3 separate regions of the Mus musculus genome follow, and all the other regions are linked to region 3. The links are chromatin contacts, called in public Hi-C and promoter capture Hi-C maps. All regions are on one chromosome and are shown on one strand. Each heading gives the region's core, a stretch centred on a gene start, on an enhancer-like site or on the middle of the called end of the contact. The rest is flanking DNA. Distances are from core to core; before and after follow the strand shown.

Evidence for each region. Promoter capture Hi-C pulls out the DNA fragments that hold promoters and counts their contacts. Hi-C and Micro-C count contacts between places; a contact is called where the count stands out from the background.
Region 1: a promoter capture Hi-C map of trophoblast stem cells shows a contact between it and region 3, with 5 times the contacts expected there. The contact joins the enhancer-like site here to the promoter of Nr2c1 in region 3. A contact is called at or near these places in 4 of 39 promoter capture datasets (the 3T3-L1 cell line, the HPC-7 cell line, liver and 1 more), 2 of 484 Hi-C or Micro-C datasets (CD4 T cells and liver) and 1 of 9 other capture datasets (pancreatic islet).
Region 2: a contact with region 3 is called in a Hi-C map of the HPC-7 cell line, with 4 times the contacts expected there. The contact joins the enhancer-like site here to the promoter of Nr2c1 in region 3. A contact is called at or near these places in 14 of 39 promoter capture datasets (the 3T3-L1 cell line, 3T3-L1-derived adipocytes, the HPC-7 cell line and 9 more), 6 of 484 Hi-C or Micro-C datasets (the HPC-7 cell line, the N1E-115 cell line, cerebral cortex and 3 more) and 1 of 115 datasets of contacts at active chromatin or transcription factors (neural tube).

What each region holds. Positions count from the first base shown.
Region 1 is chr10:94,404,272-94,408,685 of GRCm38.p6, reverse strand. It overlaps a transcript of Tmcc3 not described here. Among named protein-coding and RNA genes, the nearest start is that of Gm32827, 20 kb to the left of the region's middle. Within about 2 kb of position 3,040, at least 15 of the 459 cell types and tissues checked have an H3K27ac peak or open chromatin away from gene starts, as enhancers often do. A contact at or near this core is called in liver and trophoblast stem cells, where this site is marked.
Region 2 is chr10:94,599,941-94,604,130 of GRCm38.p6, reverse strand. Gm32898 (a long non-coding RNA gene) reads left to right here. Exons shown (of 5, transcript XR_001779842.1): 5 at 4,042-4,081. Among named protein-coding and RNA genes, the nearest start is that of Mir7211, 16 kb to the right of the region's middle. Within about 2 kb of position 2,885, at least 11 of the 459 cell types and tissues checked have an H3K27ac peak or open chromatin away from gene starts, as enhancers often do. A contact at or near this core is called in the HPC-7 cell line and trophoblast stem cells, where this site is marked.
Region 3 is chr10:94,145,171-94,149,591 of GRCm38.p6, reverse strand. It overlaps Nr2c1 (nuclear receptor subfamily 2, group C, member 1), which reads right to left and starts at 1,661. Exons shown (of 14, transcript NM_011629.3): 1 at 1,490-1,661. It overlaps Fgd6 (FYVE, RhoGEF and PH domain containing 6), which reads right to left. Exons shown (of 21, transcript NM_053072.3): 21 at 4,253-4,421.

The DNA of each region.
Region 1 (4,414 bases), core at 1,791-4,290, 260 kb before region 3:
ATGTTTGGGGGGGGGGGAATTCCACCTTCCAGAAACAAAGTCAGGTTTGCTGCCTTAGTCTGAATGCTAGGGAAAAATCACATTCCCTGCCCCATGTAGCAATGCGCATCTGTCAGATAGTTTAAGGACTGTATCTCCTCTAAATCCCTCCCTCTTACAAACGCATTTATTATGAGCTGGTGAGATGCCGCCACGGCTGACTTTGTTCCCCCGGACCCTCAAGATGGAGAGAATCAACTGCTGAACTCAGGTCATCCACAAGAGCAGAGTGAGCTCTTCCGAGTCATCCGTCCCATGGCTTCTCTGGCCTGACAGATGATCAGCGTCTTCTCCAGGGTGTGTCACTTTCTTAGGTCTTTGTCAAATGGCCTTCAATGAAGCTTTTCTTAATTTCTCTATCACACAGTTAAACACGTCCCTCTGTTTGGTCCTCATGTTCTTTCATGACGTCTTCCGTTTTAGCTTACGCGCCGCTGATGAACCGCACGTGTGAAGAGACAGGGACACATCCCAGTCACACAGTCACCGCCCCCTCCACGATGCCTGGCATCTGCCGCAGATGCCCCATGGTACCCAGTGCAGAGTTCCTGCACGAAAGGTAATAGCTTTCGCTGCATAGCTCAGATTTGAAGACCAACAGGACTGGCGGCTTGGATACGTGTGAGCTCACGTCAAGCCAGGGTCTATTCTTCGGATGCTTTTTGTTAGGCAGTTGCTGGAGCTGATCAAAGGGATGAGGCCATGAAGCCCAGCACTCTATCTGCTGAGTTTCCCACAGAGCTCTAAGTGTCACACAAACCCAAGCTCAGCACTGACACAGAAAAAGCACAGTTCTACCAGGTGTCAGGCACTGGCTTCTCCCATGCTCGGGCTGGAAAGCAGCACCAGATATTTGGAAATTTCCACAGATGACAACCTGTCTCTCCTCTGTAAACTCCTGCTTGCCTTTCTCCTCAGAAGACCAGGAGCCTGAGCCTCCACATAATCATCTGTCTTCTAGGTACCATAACCTCAGACCCTGCCATCCCAGGTCTGTCTGTCTTCTAGGTACCATAATCTAAGACCCTTCCATCTCAGGTCTGTCTCCAGGGGAAGAATTTGCTGTAGGGACACCTCACACCTTTTTACCCCTTACACAACACTGGCCTTATACAACACTGGCCATATTTATTAATTAATTAGTTAATTAATTAATTAGGTGATAGCTTTCATTAAAAATATGGTTCTTGGTATCCCTGTTTGAAATGAAGGACAACAATTCCCTATTTTTATTTTTTAAATAGAAAGGCTATTTTCTATAACACACATACATTTGTATTAAGGGCCTTAAGCCACCCCCACACATACACACACACTCATGAACACAGAGACATATGCACATACTCATGCACACACAGAGACATTCGTATAATACACATAACACACACAATGAATTCCCTGTTCCTTTTATTACTTATAAAGGTAAACACGATTGTACCGGAATGTATTAAATTCCCTTCTTACAGAGGATGACCACACATGTCTCCTGAAAGTAGTGGACTCCAGACTGTTGGAGCCCACCCAGAGGAGCTATGATCCTCCAAGTCACCATGGACACAAAATGAAACAGAGGGAACAACAGAGTCACCAAAGGCATACTCGTGATCCAATCGCTATTTTGAAAAAAGGCTATTTTAATATCAGAAAGGACATGTTCTCAGAGTGACTTGAGAAAGACTTGGTCTGCTTTCATAACCTTGTCACAGACTTGCACCGCGGTGCTCAGAAATGGAATCCAGGGAACCCTTAGCCAAGAAATATGGTACTAGCAATGCAGGGAGGAAAGGCAGAGAAAAGCCAGAGGAGGTCGCCCCTAGTCTCTACCCAGAACCAAGTGATTCCAAGTTGTAGACCTTTCAAGAACCGCCTGTAGCACAAACATTACCTCAATATTTTATCAGATAAACTTACTTGATTTTGCCTTATTTAGCCATTCATTTGTTTGTTTTGTAAAGACAGGGTTTCTCTGTCTAGCCCTGGCTGTTCTGGAACTCACTCTGTAGTCCAGGCTGGCCTTGAACACAGGGATTTACCTGCCTCTGTCTCTTGAGCGTTGGGATCAAAGGTGTGCGCCACCAAGCCCAGCTATTTGGGTTTTATTTTAAATTGAAGGCTGGGATCACTTCCCTGAGGGAAAACATCAGTATTTCTTGCCACGAATAAAGGACATGAAACATGAAAATCAAATTACTACATTCTGCCTAGTGTTGCTTGCTGAAGACCAACCAGTGTCTGTCTGTCTGTCTGTCTGTCTGTCTGTCTTTCTCTCTCCCCGTATCTCTGTGTGTGTGTTTCCTTCCTTTCTTCTATTTCTATCTATCCTCTATCTGTATCCATCTATATCATTATCTATCTATCTATCTATCTATCTATCTATCTATCTATCTAACTAACTATCAACCTACCTACCATTCATCTATCTCTCTTTTTAGCCTGGCAGGTGTTATAGCCATTGTCCCAAACAAGTTTTTCTCTTTGACAAAATCAGAAGAATTAAAAGTAAATGGAAAATAAGTTCCTTCCATACAAGTTGGTACAGTTATTATCAAGATCTGAAGGCAGGTCCACCTGCAACCATTTCTGACAGCTCAGTTCGGAGCAACACACTCAGAAACATTGTAGCAGCGGAAGCCATAGGATTCAGCATGCTTATTGGTGCCTACTGTATCTGGTGCCACACAGAAAATAGAATAAAGCAATGGGCTCCATGGTTACTGCTGAGACACAGAGTAAATAAATAGTCACACAAATTTTGATTGTGTTTTGTCTTTGTATGTGCACACACATATGAAGTATATGTATGTGCATAAGTACATGTCTCTATCCACACAGATCCACACATGTATGTACACATTTGGTAAGTGCTATAAAGGAAAGCACAAAATGTTACGGTCACTGGCAAGTAGGAACTTCCTTAGAGAAGGGGTCGGGAAAACACTGTGTGTGGCTATGATAATCTGGCTGGGACCTGAAGGAAGTGTGTGACTCAGCAGGTTCAAAGGTCAAAGGGGAAGTCAGGACTCTGGCAGGGTTACACACAGAGTGTTCCAAGCAGAGCTAGCTACAGGGTGCAGAAGGGGTTGGCCCCTTTAAGATACTGAAGGATGAATATCTGGCAACTGAGTCAGAGGCGGGCAAGAGACACACTGCCTCTCCACACACATAGTCCTTTACATTGGTTCCTAGAAGTGTTTCCTTAAAGAGAAACCCATCTTTTGTTTATCTTCACAAACAGTATCAGTTCAATCCCTTGCTATCATGCAGAGCGAGCGTTCCATCCCTCCAGCATAAGACAGCCCTTAAGCAACTGTGGAGCGATGAAGCAGCTGTCCCGTGCACTGGACCCTGATACACACCCCTCTTTGAAGGACAGGAGACCCTCTGGTGCCGGTTTCTGTTAGGGAGTTAGAATTACTCTCTCCTCATCTAATCTGAACTTTGAGTCTTGGTTGCTTTTTTATTTATTTCTTAGTTTCCTCTTGTTTCTCCACTTCAGCTGTCTCTCTGGACAACGCCCAGGTAACTTATGCTTGTTCAGGCCTGAGTTCTGTGAGAGTTAAGAAACTGCAAATCTATGCCACCAATAATATTTATTTCTTCTTGTGTGTCTGTTTCTTGTACTTGGACAGCAAACTCCCTTGGCAAGGGTCAGCTTGGGACTTTTTGCAAAAAGATTCAGCTTACAAGGAAGGCAACGGACTTCCAGTTCATACAGGTAGGAAAAAAAATACAGTATTTGCTATGGAAACCAATCTTGCATTTGTTTGGAAGAGACATGGGGACATCACCTCTCTGTGAGATGCAAGAAACCTGCTCAGGAGTCCTTCAGCTACAGGCTCAGATTCCCCTGCAGGAGGTGGGCTTGCAGGATGCCCTGTGTGCTGGGAAGGCTCCGTTAGGTGGAACTCAGTCTCTGAAAAGAGAGGTGAGTGGAGAAGGCTTCACAGGATGGGGACTTCTATGAGTAGAGTAAGTGCCCCTCTCTAAATGACGACTGGAAAGGAAGTGGCCTTTGGGGACATGTGTCTCTGCCTCCCCATCTCCTTGGAAGAGAGCAGGGGTTCATCAGGAATATTTCTAGGGTTTCTTACAGCTCTCATTGCAAACGTAACAGGAGAGGGGGTTAGCTTCCCGATCACCCCCCCCCCCCCAATGTTTTCTCCTCCCCGGGTCTTTCTCCTCTGAAGCTGCCATATTGTTTGTTATGCCTCTGGCAGAGGTGACCTGAAGACAGTAGATGAAGAGCAGAGAAGCTGATGTGCCTCAGATAGGCGGTCAGAGAAGCTGAACATGGCTGATAAGTCTGGTCTGACGGCTTGATGTTGCTTTCTTTCTTAGTTCCTGTGGTGGATTGAGAAGTACCTCCCACAGCCTA
Region 2 (4,190 bases), core at 1,636-4,135, 450 kb before region 3:
AGGGCCTCAGTCACACTGTCTAGACTCAGGTTCAGCACCCTCGTTTAGCCACCCCTTCCCTGAGTATTTCTTAGTGGACAAAGCAAACCACAACTGTTTCAGCCAATTACACACAACTGAAGATGTGTTGACCCGATTTACCAGCCAAGTAAGGTGGCTGACCTGCTTCACTACACTGAACGGCTTCTGGAGCCCCCTTGGCATGGTAAGGCTAAGGTTGCTCATTTATAATAGTAAATATGGCAGTCAGCCAACAACAGACTATATAGATTAAACACATACATGATGGGAAGCAATAAAATCACTTAAAAATGACACCATGGAAGGACCTAAGTATAGAAATAGGCAGAAAGCTTATCAGTTTTAAAACAAAGCAATGCATATAGAAAATAAACAAGACAGATGAAAGTCTAGCCATACAGAGAACATACATAACGCACACGCATAGGAGCTAGCATGGCAGGCACAGGTGTAGTGTCTGAGAATGGGTGGGAGGAAATGTGACCTCTGAACATTTCAACCTCAGCTGCGTAGTCCTCTTGCAGCAGAAGAAACCAGCAGCTTTTCCTAGTACTGCTTTGTGTGCTTTGTTTTGTAGGGAAAGTGACAGTGATGGTTTGCTCTAGGGGAAAGACTGGTTCTTTTCTGGTCTGTATTTCCCAGTGTCTCCTAGTCATTTTCTATGGCTTCTAGGAGAAACATGCATAGAGATCTTGCTTTTCCTGTTCCTATTGCCTTCCTATCCCATCCTGAACCATATAGTTCTAAGTTGGTTAGCAGAGGGGCAGAGCCAGGCATGGGGCTGTGGAGAAAGAGTTGGTAGCCTAGAGTGTAGAGCAGGGCTTGAGGATGGCAGTTAAGCAGTGGGGGGGGGGGGGGGGGGGGAAGAAGTGAGCAAGGAGAAGTGTTTCATGGAATGAAAGAAATGAGAGGTCCTAGGCACATAAAACAGGGCAACCTGCCAAGGGTTTTAGAGGCCCCAGCGGGATGAGGCAGGTGACCCAACACATCAGCAGTCCAGCATGGCATGCGAGTAACCAAACACTGTGTACTCAAGGCAACAGAGGTGAGCTGTTACTTGTATACAGAGGGTTGGTCAGGTGAGTGAGAGCAGACAATTTGACTTCTGAGGTTCTACTTAAAGTTTGTCAACTCTGAATTGGCATGGAAGCAACATGCCTGCGAACTCCATGTTCTGAGCATGGATCTTTTCCTGGTCTCAGGATATGTTAAGGCTGATGTTTGCTAGGTGAGGGATATTAAATGCATTTCAGCTTAGGATATTTTCTATTCAGCGATGGGTTTAATACAATGGAACTCCTCCCATGGAAGCCAGGAAACATCAAAAGTTATCCTTCACTGAAAGTGGAAGCTGGTGGTTTCCTTGTTGGAGGCAAGAGTTTCAAGTCCAGAAAGGAGGGAAGCTGGGATAAATTTAGCCATGCTGGTTGATGTCAGAGGTGTGCACCCTTGATTGCCGACATATAATCAGATGCAGAAATAAGTGTGGGTTTAAGTGCGCATCTGTGTGAAATTATACACAAACAAGTATAGATATTCTCAGTCATTTCCGGCTGCTATGACAAAAACTGCAGGTTATGTTGCTTGAGGGACAGCCATGTATTTCCTAAGCTCTGGAGGCTATGGGGTTAGACCAGGTTGTTAGCTAAGTTGGTCCATGCTGAGGGCCATTGCCTAGTTTGTGGATGCTTGTCTTCTTGCCGTGTTCTTAAATGGTACATACAAAAAGCAAGTTCTAACAGCTGTTCATATTGTTTTTAAGATTTAAAGGATGTTTAAATGTGTGTGTGTGTTTGTGAGTACGGACGCATATGGATATGGATATATGCATGTGTGCACATGCACACTTATAAGTACAGGTGTTGTGAGATCCAGAAGAGACTGGAAAATCTCCTGGCATTAGAATTACAGGCAGTTGTGAGTCATGCAGTATGGGTGCTAGACATTGACGCTGGTTCCTCCGCAAGAGCAGTCTCTGCCCTTAATCCCCAAATAATTTCTCCACCTTCACTTCTCTTCTTATAAGGCTATTCATGGAGATACCACCCCAATGGCCAAACCAACCATTAGTCACCTCCTCCAAGGCCCGGTCTCCAAGTATTCCATATAGTATATTCATTTTAGGGGGCCATGCAGCCCATTAAACGGATACATTTTTATATGTATCATTATACATTAGCACACATGCACACACCCATACAGACACTCCATGCATTCCCCGCTCTGTCTGCTAGGAGGATCTAGGGGTGTTGAGAATAAAGAGAAGACATAGCACCATATATTGTATTTTAAGTATTTTCTCTTTTTTTCTTTTATTTTATGTACCACCATTCAGACACACCAGAAGAGGGCACCAGACCCTATTACAGATGGTTAGGAGCCACTATGTGGTTGCTGGGATTGAACTCAGGACCTCTGGAAGAGCAGTCAGTGCTCTTAACCGCTGAGTCATCTCTCTAGCCCCCAGATATTGTCTTTTAAATACCGTTTCTCACTAAGGAGAATCTGAGATCCCTGCGAGAACATACAACTTAGGTCTAGGGAAAGGGAAGTGCACAAGCGTGGAGTACCTTGTGTCAAAAGTCAAGGTGATGGCTCAGGTGTAATGGCAACATGCCAGAAGGTCACTAAAGACTGTTGAGATGAGTCTGTGAGTCTGCCTCTATGTTGATCCAAATAAGTACATGAATAAACTTAAAGTATGAGGGGATATGCAGGTCCAGAGTCCCTTTTCTAAGGAACTTAGGGTCATGTAAGGTGGAATGGCTGAAGACTAAGGGTCTTCACTGAATGAGCGATGTAAGACCATCAGCAATGGAATAGACAGAAACCGCCTCATCAGAGAGGAAGCGATGAGAATGAGGAGTCACTTCCGCAATTCTGACCAAAGATAGACAACTTGCAGTGAGTCATGAGGAAATATCAGATCGAAGAACCTGATACAAAGGAAAAACTCTTTGAAAATGGATAGTCACAGCCATCAAGGAAAGAGTGGGGAACTGACCAGAGATAAGCGAGGATAGCTGTAACTCTGAGCAGCTTCCTTTTCCTGCAAAGGGTGTTAGGAAAATTTAAAAGGGATCTGGAGTCAGTTGGACATCTACTGTGTGTGTGTGTGTGTGTGTGTGTGTGTGTGTGTGTGAGAGAGAGAGAGAGAGAGAGAGAGAGAGAGAGAGAGAGAGAGAGAGAGAGAGAGAGAGAGAAAGAGAGAGTACAGAGGTCAGAAGAGGATGTTCAGTACCCTGTTCTATCAAATATCCATTTCATTCCTCTGAGACAGGGTCTCTCATGGACTTTGAGCTAGGCTAGCAGGAAGCAGCCTCAGCAATCATGTCTCCACTCCCATGATCCTGGGGTTACAGGTGCACCAAGCCTGTCCTTTTACACAGGTGCTGGGGATTTGAACTCACAGTCCTCATGCTTGCACGACACACACTCTTAGCCACTGAGCCATATCTCTGGGCCACAGAAGATGGTCTTTAGCTTTAAGAATTACACACAGAAGTAATGACTATACTGAGGTAATGAATTGTGCCAGTGTATAATCGCCTATAAATATCAGGTAGAATAACTGATTGGCAACTTACTCTCAAGCAATTGTTTGCATAAAATGAGCCCCCCCACCCCCAGCAGGATTTTTCTACAGATGGAAGGTTGGTTTACAACTTACTTGTCTTTGTTTCTTGACTACAGAAGTGTGCCCGGTGTTTCACTAAGTGGAAAATAGCAGAGGTGACAATGTTTTAGCCACAATCTATTTCAAAATAGATGAGGGAGCAGAATGTTCAGAGCACAAAGAAATGACAAGTGCTTGAGATATATACCATTCCCAATTGGTCATCACACAATGTGTGTGTGTGTGTGTGTGTGTGTGTGTGTGTGTGTATCATCACATCAAATCCCAGAAATGTGTCAGTCAAAAACAAAGTTTGGCAACCAATAACCAGCCCAACTTGAGACCCATCCCATGGGCAAGCATCAATCCCTGGCACTATTAATGATACTCTATTATGCTTGCAGACAGAAGCATGTTGTCCTCTGAGAGGCTCCACCCAGCAGCTGACTCAGACAGATGCAGGCACCCACAGCAAAACAATGGGGACTCTTATGGAAAAACAGGAGGAAGGATTGTGTGACCAGAAGGAGATAGGAAGACCAACAGAGTCAAC
Region 3 (4,421 bases), core at 412-2,911:
TTTTTGTATGAGGTTGGTCTTTGCTATCACCGGGATAGGAATTACACACTTCACCACACCCTCAGAAGATATTTAGGCTTTGCTGCCTTGTATGGTCCCCTTGAAAACCTTTCACCTTGAAAGCGTTACACAGAATGATGAAATCATGAAATTGGTTAAATTTATTGTCACCATATGTTTAGTTTGTAATGGATACAAGCATCAAGTATCTTCTTTAATGACAATAGAAGCAACATTAAAACGACCTTTGAAACCAGAGTTAGGAGGCTATAAAGGGTGTCCTACAGGCTAGAACTGTACAGAAGGTCTAACTTGGAAACGGGAATTGTGGTTACTGCCACCCTTAGACTAATAGGTCTTTGGAATGATTGCAATTGGAAAACTTACACTGTATCCAAAGGTTCAAGATGCACACCAAAAGGTTACTGGCCATGTTGATACAAAGGACGTAAGACCTTTCCTTTATCTTCTATACATCTTCTGGGGTTTGGATACATGATTTCCAAGCCAGTCTCCACAAGAACTCCAGGTGACCTTTCCTGCTTTGCTTTAGCCTCCTGAGTACTGGGATTACAGGCATGTGTCACCAGCCTGGCTCCTTCCTGCAGGTCATCCAGGCTTTCTGTTCTTTCTCAATGTTAAATGGTCCACAATAAACTCCCACTTTTTCTTCCCTTCCTGGAATCTTCTCTAATGTACTTGCATTTCTGTCCCACCAAACTACAACTCCCAAGACACCCTCCCCAAACGATTTCCTTTTTCATGTTTGCTGTTTGATTAGAACAGATCAATAATCTCTTTCCAAATTTACCAAAGTAGACACGTAAAGTTTAGAGACAATTACTCAACCCGGTAAACAAGCAGACACTGTTTTAAAAACAAAGAACAACCCCTTCCTTGAAGTCTAAGACACACTAACAACTTCCAAGCGGTGGAAAAAAAAGCCCTAAACGGATTTAACTTCAAGTCTCTTTTGCTTGTCCTTTCCAGCTTTGGCTGACCTGCTTAACTCAGGGGTAGGGGACAGCCTGGCAATATCTGCACATCATGAGATGTTGTCTGCAGAAACTCAGGCAGTGCTCCTAACAAAAGAGCTACTGGAAGCTTTGATGTGCCCAGTGCATGAGATAGCCCTAGGCCACCTTCCCTCAGAGAAACAGCCACAGCGGATGCTGGTCCTCTCATGCAAGCAGAATCCTGAGCCGGAGGAGGTGTCATCCCGTAGCCCCGGGGTACATGGTCCCTCCGGTCCTGCGCCCCGCAGCTCCCTGCCCTGCACCCACCACGCGCGCAGCCCCGGGGCGGGGGAAGCGGCGCCGAGACGGAAGCGTTCCCTTTAGGTGAAAGGTCACCGGCCCGGCCCGGCCTCCCAAGGCTTTGGGCAATCCGCTAATGTCCGGCTCTCCGGTAACCGGGAGCTGGGACACTCAGGGACACGGGCGCTCGGGCCACGACGCTCGGCGGTTGGGCCGCCCCGCACCCGACTTACCCCTCCCGCCGCGGCGGCCGCTGGGCTGGAGAGAGCAGAGGCGAGGGGACCCGAGGCCAAGGGGACAGGGGAGCTTTCTGAGTTTGTGTTTTGGGGGTGGGGGTCAGAGTTCGTGACCCCACCCTCGGCTTGGCGGTGCGTGGTGCTCTTGGCGCCTGCGCATTAGCGCGGTGGAGAAGCGGCCGGCGGTGGTGACGTTCCCTGGGCGAAGCCGAGGGCCCCGGAGTCCAGCGGCGGTTCTGGAAGTCGATTGCCCCCTGTAGGTGTGGAGGGAGAGCGCCGCCGCAGCTGCGTGTCCACCCGATGCCCTGTGAGGATGATAGATAGCATCAAGTTCTTCCAATACCTGCAACTCTGGTGTCTGGCCTCCGCGGGCACGCGCACCCAAGTGCACATACCCAAACACACGTAATTGGAAATCAAGGACGACCGAGGGCTGGAGAGATGGCTCAATGGTTAAGAGGACTTGTGGTTCCTCCAGAGAACTTGGCTTGATTCCTAACACCCACCTGGTCTGTGGTCATCTTCTGTAACTTCAGTTCCATTGGATTTGGTGCCCTCTTCTGTGCACAAACATATGTGCAGGCCGAACACCCTACACACTAAGAGTAAAACTCTTGAAAGGAAGGGAGGAAGGCAGGAAGGAAGAAAGAAAGAAGGAAGGAAAGAAAAAGACAAGTCTTTTGAGACCTGGCCTGTCAGAACCCAGACTAGTCTTTTAACTAGTGATTCTCCTGCCTCCCTCTCCAGTGCTGTAGCGGTTTGTTTTGTTTTTAAATTTCATTAATACGGGCGTTTTACCTGCATCTATGCATCTAGGTGTACCTAGTCTAGGTGGAGGCCATCAGATCCTCTAGATGTGAACTTACAGATCGTTTTGAGTAGCCATGCAGGTACTCGGAATTGAACCTGGGCCCTCTACAAGAGCAGCCAATGCTCTTTAACAGCTGAGCCATCTCTCTTGCCCCTTAAAGGAAGTTTTGGTTTGAGAAATAATAAACAACCGAATGGGTCTGGGTTAGGTGTCTTTAATGTCTGGAAAACTGGACTTTGTTGTGGGCACTCTCTTAGATTAGTTCACCAGTGCTAAGGAGTCTGTGTAGGATAACAGGGCCCAGGAAAGAACACCCTGACCCTGACTTGACCCAAGCCCAAGACCTTGTCCCAGAGTCTGATCACAGAATCCCACCAACCCTCAAAGCTTTGGCCAAGATCAAGCCACATAATCCTCCCATCGCAGGCCACCCTGGAAAACCCCACACTCCAAGAAACCCTATATAAAGTCCATTTTTCTGCCCAGTTCCCTGAAGTTTCTTGAAGAGGCAGCCATTTTCCTGTTTTTTTTTTTTTTCCTTCCAGCAAATCTCGTGGGAGGTTTCTTGTGTGGTGTGGATGTGACTCTGTGGTATTCCTTGGCTCATGGTGGCCAGGCTACCTTTTCCAGAAGAGCTGTAACATCACGATTTGGGGAAACTTCCCCCTGCCTGAGCAGAGTGATAACACTGTCTGCCTAGAGCCCAATCCCATAGAACTTCCCAGCAATATGAGAACAGGCTGAGGCAAAGTCGTGTCAAATTTTACTTGACTGTCTTTATCAAAAGCAAGAACACAATCACTGCTGTGTACCTTATGTTCCTAAGGGCTGGGTTTTTTTTGTCCATTTTGCTAGACGATGTGTCCCCAGATAGTTAACAGTTCCTGCTGGTCAATAAAGATCTGCAAAACGAAAGGTCACCTGTGGCAGGAAACTCTGGTCTGTACATCAGGTACTATGTGGTGATCTAGAAACTTCCTTTGCATCAAGATAAACACTGTAGAAAAGCAGCCAGATTCAGGGCAGAAACCTAAGGTATTTTTTTGGGGGGGGGGATATCAAAACTCTTTTTGTGCTAGGTCGAATAATTAATTGTCCCTTATGGCCCCACAGCCTCGGGCCTATAATCTTAGCACTTGAGAAGAAAGGCTGGAGGAACCGGAGCTCAGTCAGTTTGAAGCTAGCCTGGACTGCACCTCTAAGAAAATATTACTATTTCTCTTTGGAATTAAGTATTTAGACATAGAAAAAGGACTTGCAACCTTCCCTACCATTGGGAACTGTTTCATGCTTAGTTCTCTGAAAGTCTACCTCTACCTTTTAGCATTGCTTGGTTTGCCCATAATGCAGCCTTTCCAATAACCTCAAGCTCGTCTCAAAGGTGAACATGATGAAAGTACGCCGGATTCGAGGGAGAAGGGTACTCCAGATGTTTTCTTTCTTCTCAGTTCTCAGTGCACATGCCCAAAGGGATGCTGTGGTTACCATGGTTACCACTCACCTCCAGTTCATGGACTTAAGTCACAAGAAGTTACTTTATTAAAACTGGGACGCAGTGGCTCACGCTTGCAGTGCTGGTACTTGGGAGGCCACGGCAGGAAGGTTGTTATGGATATTTGGTGAGCCTGGACAACAGGGCAAGACCCTGTCTCACAAGGAACTATGTGAATAAACCAGTCTGGAAACAGAAGCCACTTTTAGAGGATTGCTCTAGGTGACATGTTTCTTTTGGTCACAGTCTAGAAAAAGGGGGCCAGTGAGGTTCATCTAAAGGGTATGGCTTAGAAGACCTTGTCAAAGTGGGGCTGGGTGGCACATGCCTACAGTCCCATTTACTAAGGAGGCTGATGTAGAGAGTGTGAACACTGAAGGCCAGCCACCTTGGACTACACAGTATCAACAATCAGTACAAACCAAAACCTCTATAATAAAGGACTTCACACCAGCAGTAGATATTACAGTACATTTATTTTGTATGAATTATAATACATATTAACATTATTTACAATGCTATTTTTATTTATAAATGATCTTATGAACAGTAAGATACAAACCATTATCACTTTATGTAAAAAAAAGGTATTTTGTGAAAAACATTAAAAGTGATTAATTTCTTTT